Linked DNA regions of Anser cygnoides: region 2 is linked to region 1. A link is a contact called in public Hi-C data. All regions are on one chromosome and are shown on one strand. Each heading gives the region's core, a stretch centred on a gene start, on an enhancer-like site or on the middle of the called end of the contact. The rest is flanking DNA. Distances are from core to core; before and after follow the strand shown. Region 1 holds the start of MRPL14 (mitochondrial ribosomal protein L14). Region 2 holds the start of VEGFA (vascular endothelial growth factor A).

Region 1 (2,700 bases), core at 183-2,682:
CCCGCCGCCCGCCCCACCTCACTCCGGAGGCCGCCGCTCACGCTCCCACCGCCCGGTGCGCATGCGCGCCGCCGCCCCCTCGGCCCTCCCCTCGCCGAGCGGAGCCGAAGATCGCCGAGCGGCGCCGAGCCGCCCCCTCCCTCCCGTCCCGGCCCGTACCGGTCCCGGCCCCGGCGGCCGGGGGGAGCCTGGAGCCCGTCCGCGCCTGGCACCGGGTGAGCGCGGCGGGGCGGGGGGCGCCGGCTGCCATCTTGGGGGCGGGCGTGGGGCTCGGTGACCGTCATTAGCCCGCAGGACGGCTCCTTCCACCCCGAGCCCTCCGCGGTGTCCCGGTAGGGTCCCGGTAAGGCGCCCCCGGGGAAGGGGAAGGGGGGGGGGGGGGGGTGCTGCGTGCCGGTAACCCCGGGGGGGGGATCGGGGGTGCCGTGGTCGTGGGGCGGGGGGGAGGTTTTCGGGGCGTTGCGGTGCTCCGCTGCGTGCCCTTCTGGCCGCTCGCCGTCCCGGTGCCACCGGTCGGGGCGGGAAGGGAAAAATACCCGCGGTCTGCGCCGAGAAACGCCGGTTTCTAAGCTCAGAAATGCCGGTTTCCAAGCTGAGAAACGCCGCCTGCTCCGCCGCTGCTCGTTGTTCCCCTCCTCCTGCCCTCTTACAGCCCCCCCCCGCCCCCCGGCCGGCTCTGTTGGCTCTCCGCAGCGAGAAGACGGGCTGGGAGCTCGCCTTCACGGGTCGGCATTCACCTCAGAGCCACAGCCCCCGACCCCTTCTTCCCAAGAACGGACGGCCCCGGCTCGGGGCGGCTTTGCGGGGGTGCCGCCGGCCTGCTGCTCCTGCCCGCTGGGCTTCCCCCGAGCCTGGGGCACCCGGGGCACCCCGCTGCCGTCCTGCCCCCGGTGCGGGGCTCGTGCCCCGCGTACATCCTCGTGATGCCGTGATCCAGGAGCCCGGGGGTCTCGGGGGGTCCCCGGGGAAGCGTTAGGGGTCTGCGCTGCCCGCCGTGGGGTGCCTGACGGGGGCCGGTTACGGGCCCGATGGGGGATTCGCGTACCAGAGGGTCTGCGGGCGCTGCGCCCTGCTCGTGGAGGCAGGGACAACGGGGCTTACTGGAGACCTGGGCCCGATCTCCCCCGTGGCTTTTTTTGGTGCAGAGACGGAACGTGACGACGGGGATGTTCGGGAAACGGAGCCGCCTCCGGGGTTCGGTTCCACGTCCTTCAACAAAACGGCACCGCTGCTGAGGCCTTTTTTCTTAATCCGCCAGCTGCTTCCCCGAGGGTGGGAACAAAGGAGAGAGGGAGGGGAGCAGACCTCGGCGGCACCCCTGCACCTGAAGCCGCCTCCCCCGAGGCTCCCCAGCAGCACCTGGGTTTGGGTGGCTCGGCGGCTCCCAGCGTGTGCTGGGCTGCATCTCCATCCCCATGGTAACGGGCCAGAAGGGGCCTTTTTCCCGTGGCACCGGGTCTTTCGCTGCCCACCGACAGCAAGGAGGGGCCCCAGCCGGCCCCACCAAGTCCCGGTTCTCGCCTGATGGCGCGGAGGCACCGGGCGGGAGCGTCCCCCCGGGATGCTGCGTGACTCAGAGGAAGGCTCGCCTTTGTCTGGTCTCCTGCTCCTCCTCCCAGCTCCCCAGGCCCGTGTCTGGGCTGGGCAGGCAGGAAGCAAGTGCTTTGCTGCAAGCGTGCTCTCTGCTTTCACCCCAGCTCAGCGTGGCAGCTACAACCACTGGAAACGGGAGAAAGGGGAGTTGTCTTTCCCCCCCCCCCCTTTCCCCCATTTTGCAGGCAGGATTTACCTACCTTGACCCACCCCGAGAGGGCTCAGGCTCTGTGCTTTGGGCTGCACGTTGAGATATGCTGCTCCCATCCTCCCTGCTCCGGGCAGAGGCACAAAGTGGGGCTCAGCGGGGACCCCCTGGTGCTTGGTCAGCCCAGCCAAGGAGCGGGCTGGTGCTGCCGTGCTCTTACTGAGATGGATTCCTGCTCACCAGCCTCCTGGAGATCTGGGGTGTGCAGGAGCTGCCCCGAGCATGTCCTGCTCCGGAGCTCCTCCGCCTGCAGCTCTCACGGAGGCCGTGTGCCGCAGGGTAGCAGTGGAGAGGGTTCAGGGGATGGGCCTGATGTGTTTTCTAGCAAGAAATTGATCAGAAAACAACAAAGGAATGATAAAAACAAATGTGTGTACGTGTACACGCTCTGCAAGAGAAAGAGGGCAAGATCCGTGACGGCGGTGCCAAGCTTGTGGAGCCGAGGCTTGCAGTATGAAGCGGCTTTTCTCCGAGGCTGCAGGCCTGTGCTTGGCACTGCCTCCTCGCTTCGCGTTCCTCCAGTGTGGAGCTGGGTGTCTGCCCTCTGCTCCAGATACCGATCGGCTGCAGCAAGCCCTGGCCTCCCTCGCTAAGCGTGAGATGCTGGATGCTTTCCTCCGGGCTTCTCCGCAGCGTTTGCTCCCCTTACTGGGTTATTTCAGCGAGCTGGGTGTGCTCGTGATTGTCAAGCAGCACCAGAAAGGCTCCCGTTCTCCCCTTTAACGCTGTGTGTCGATGCTGCCCGCCGTTCTCCTTCCTCTGCCTTCCCAGGAAACCAGTGCTCTCCTCGGGCAGATTCAGGCTGGCAAGGTGGGGACCCTGCTGGCACAGCCCTCCGCATCGTCGTAGCGAGGTCTCCTATTCCTGACATGCTTCGGGCTGATTGTGCCGGCAGCCTC
Region 2 (2,700 bases), core at 18-2,517, 330 kb before region 1:
GCTGCCCCCTCCCCCCAAATGGCTCTGCTGGACTTTGGAGCGATTCCCACGGGCGGGCGAGGTGAATTTTGACCCGAACTCACGCATCGCTCGGCGGGGCAGAAAGCGCGCCCGTGGGGCTGCCGGGGTGGGGCGGGTGGGGGAAAAAGGTGGGCGCGCATCGTGGGAACCGCGGGTGGGGGACGGGGTGGGGGACACGATCCCGAGTGGGGCGAGCTTTGGGGGGGGGGGGGGGCGCGCCGCGCACCCCCTTTTACCTCCGTGGCCTTTTCGCCCAGAGCCGCAAGGACGAGAGGGGAGGGGAAGGAGGGAGGGGAATCGCCAGAGAGGGTGGGACTTCGGCGGAGCGTCTCTCCCCGCGGCCGCGCCGAGCAGTTGCAGAGCGCCGGCGAGCGGGCGGTGGGGCGGGCGCTGCGCGGGGAGCGGGCGCTGCGCGGAGCCGCCGCTGGAGTGCGCGGAGCCGCCGCTGCCGCGGCGCCGGGGGGCGAGGAGCGCACGCCGAGCCGGCGGGGGACAGCGCGCCGCGGGAGCACCTCAGCCCTCCCCGGGCACCGGGACCTGCGCTTGGCTCGCCGCCTTGCTTTATCCTCCTCCCGTTTAATTGAATTTTTTTTTTTTTCCCCCCCACCTATACTTTGGATTTTTTTTTTTTTCTCTCCCTTTCCTGCAGAGCCCCCCCCCCCCCCCCCCCCCCCCCCCCCTTTTCCCCTCTTCTCCGCCCCGGTTGCCTCCCTCTCCAGCCAGTTTGGATTTTTTTTTCTTTTTCTTTTTTTTCGCCCTCTTCTGATTTTTTTTTTTTTTTTAAAAAGCGGTGGACGGCCGAGCGGCGGCGGGCTCAGCCCCTTCCATCCCCCCGGCGGGGGGAGGCAGCCGCCGCGAAGAAGAGGTGGGGGGCGCGCAGGAAAAGAGATGCATTGAAACTTTTCCCCGCAAACTTTGGCGTGAGTGCGCGAAGCCGAGAGCGAGCGCGGCGCGGGTGCCTCTGCCTGCCCCGGTTGCCGCTGTGGAGCTCGGATTGCCCGGCGGCGGGGGCCGGGCGGCGGCGGCGGGGCGGCCGCGGAGCCTGCGCTCGGCCCGGCGGAGCGCCCACCGGGAGCAGCAGCGGGGGCCGCCGGCGGAGAGCCGGCCTTATGGAGGGGTGAACGCGGACGCCCCGAAGAGGAGCCCCCCTTCCCCCGGAGCCCCTCGCAGCGCCCGGCCGGCGGCACCCCAGGAGGGCACGGAGGAGGCGCGGGCGAGAGCGCGGCGGGGCGGCGGCGGCGGCGGCGGCGGGGCGGCGGCGGAGGCGAGGCGGAGCGCGGCGGGCCCCGTTCCTCCGCGGCGTGCGGCGGCAACCATGAACTTTCTGCTCACTTGGATCCACTGGGGGCTGGCGGCGCTGCTCTATCTGCAGAGCGCGGAGGTAAGCGGCGGGACGGGGCTTTTGTGCCCCCGCGTGCGGAGGGGAAGGGGTTGGGGGGGCGGGAAAAATTAAGAAAAAAAATGGTTTTTTTTCCTTTTTTTTTTTTTTTTTTTAAAAATTTATTCCCCCTTCCCTCGGCTCCCACCTGCTCGCTGTGCCCGTGCGAGGGGGGCGAGGCGCGGAGGGGCCGCGCACATGTGCGCGCATTGCACGCCCCCGCCGTGGGGCTCCGCGGGGCCGGGGCGCTGCGCGGCGCTGCGCGGGGCAGGGAAGGGAAGGGAAGGCAAAGGAGGGGAGGCAGCGCGCTGGCTTCTTGCATCAGCCTCTCTCCTGCCGGCCTCGGCTCTCCTGACATTGCAAAAGGGTGTTTCGGCGGTATTTGCCTTGGGTCCCGGCTCGGGTTCGCGCTGCCTTGTGGAGTTCAAAATACCTAGCTGGAAAAACAAATAGAGATCAAAGAGGACAAAATGGATCCTGAATTTCTTCCAGATTGATTTTTTTTTTTCAAAATGCATATCTCCTGCACCGAGATTACAAAACCCCTCGTTTTTCCCTTCTCTCCTTCCTCGGTCACTTTTACTTTTGCCTCATTGTCATTCCTGAGCGATTAGAAACCGACTCTTCCTCCTTGTCTTTCTCTCCTTTAAAAAAAAAAAAAAAGGAGAGAGAAAAAGAAAGGCAGCTTTCTGTGCAAACCTGTCCTATAAATCTGTTTTCAAAAGAGTCAAGAGGGCTGTGTTGCCAAGAGATATTAAGGGGTTTAGACAGAGTGCCCACGTGAAAGTGGCTGTATGCTAGGCAGGCGTGGATTATGTTTTAAGGGCTGTAAGGAGCTAGTTCTCCCCTGCCATTCCTCCTCAGCTCTTGGCGAGAATGCGGGCCAGATCATCTCCCACTGTCGTGAACATAAACGTCGCTTGCAAACTAATCAGTTATTCACATTGTTTGTTCAGCACCGATGCTGGAAGGTAACTCCCCAATTAGGAGCCATTTCAGCTGTAACCGAAGTCATGCAGGCACTGCACGCTTTGTTTCTAGCCTGTTATATCTCTACTTTCTCCAGTGACAGCCGCACGTTAGGCTGTGCTCGATGGGAACCGAGGCTGAGCTCTCATTAGAGCGTGTCACGGAGCAGCTCCGTGCAGCCAGCCTGCCAGATTTGGCTCGTGGGACGATTCTTTCCGCTCTCCAAGAGTTTTTCCACCGTCACCGAAAACAGGGCTTCTTTGCCTCCCAGCTCCTCAGTAAACTTGCAGAGCAGCGTCTGTTCCCTGGCTGTAGGTTAGACAACTCCGGGT

The links. Hi-C and Micro-C count contacts between places; a contact is called where the count stands out from the background.
Region 2: a Hi-C map of liver shows a contact between it and region 1, with 4 times the contacts expected there. The contact joins the promoter of VEGFA here to the promoter of MRPL14 in region 1. A contact is called at or near these places in 3 of 7 Hi-C or Micro-C datasets (all in liver).

The regions. Positions count from the first base shown.
Region 1 is chr3:33,928,876-33,931,575 of Taihu_goose_T2T_genome, reverse strand. MRPL14 (mitochondrial ribosomal protein L14) reads right to left here and starts at 1,432. Exons shown (of 3, transcript XM_066993852.1): 1 at 1,360-1,432. The coding sequence starts at 1,417. It overlaps TMEM63B (transmembrane protein 63B), which reads left to right and starts at 61. Exons shown (of 24, transcript XM_048080106.2): 1 at 61-215.
Region 2 is chr3:34,260,268-34,262,967 of Taihu_goose_T2T_genome, reverse strand. VEGFA (vascular endothelial growth factor A) reads left to right here and starts at 1,267. Exons shown (of 6, transcript XM_066993857.1): 1 at 1,267-1,402. The coding sequence starts at 1,337.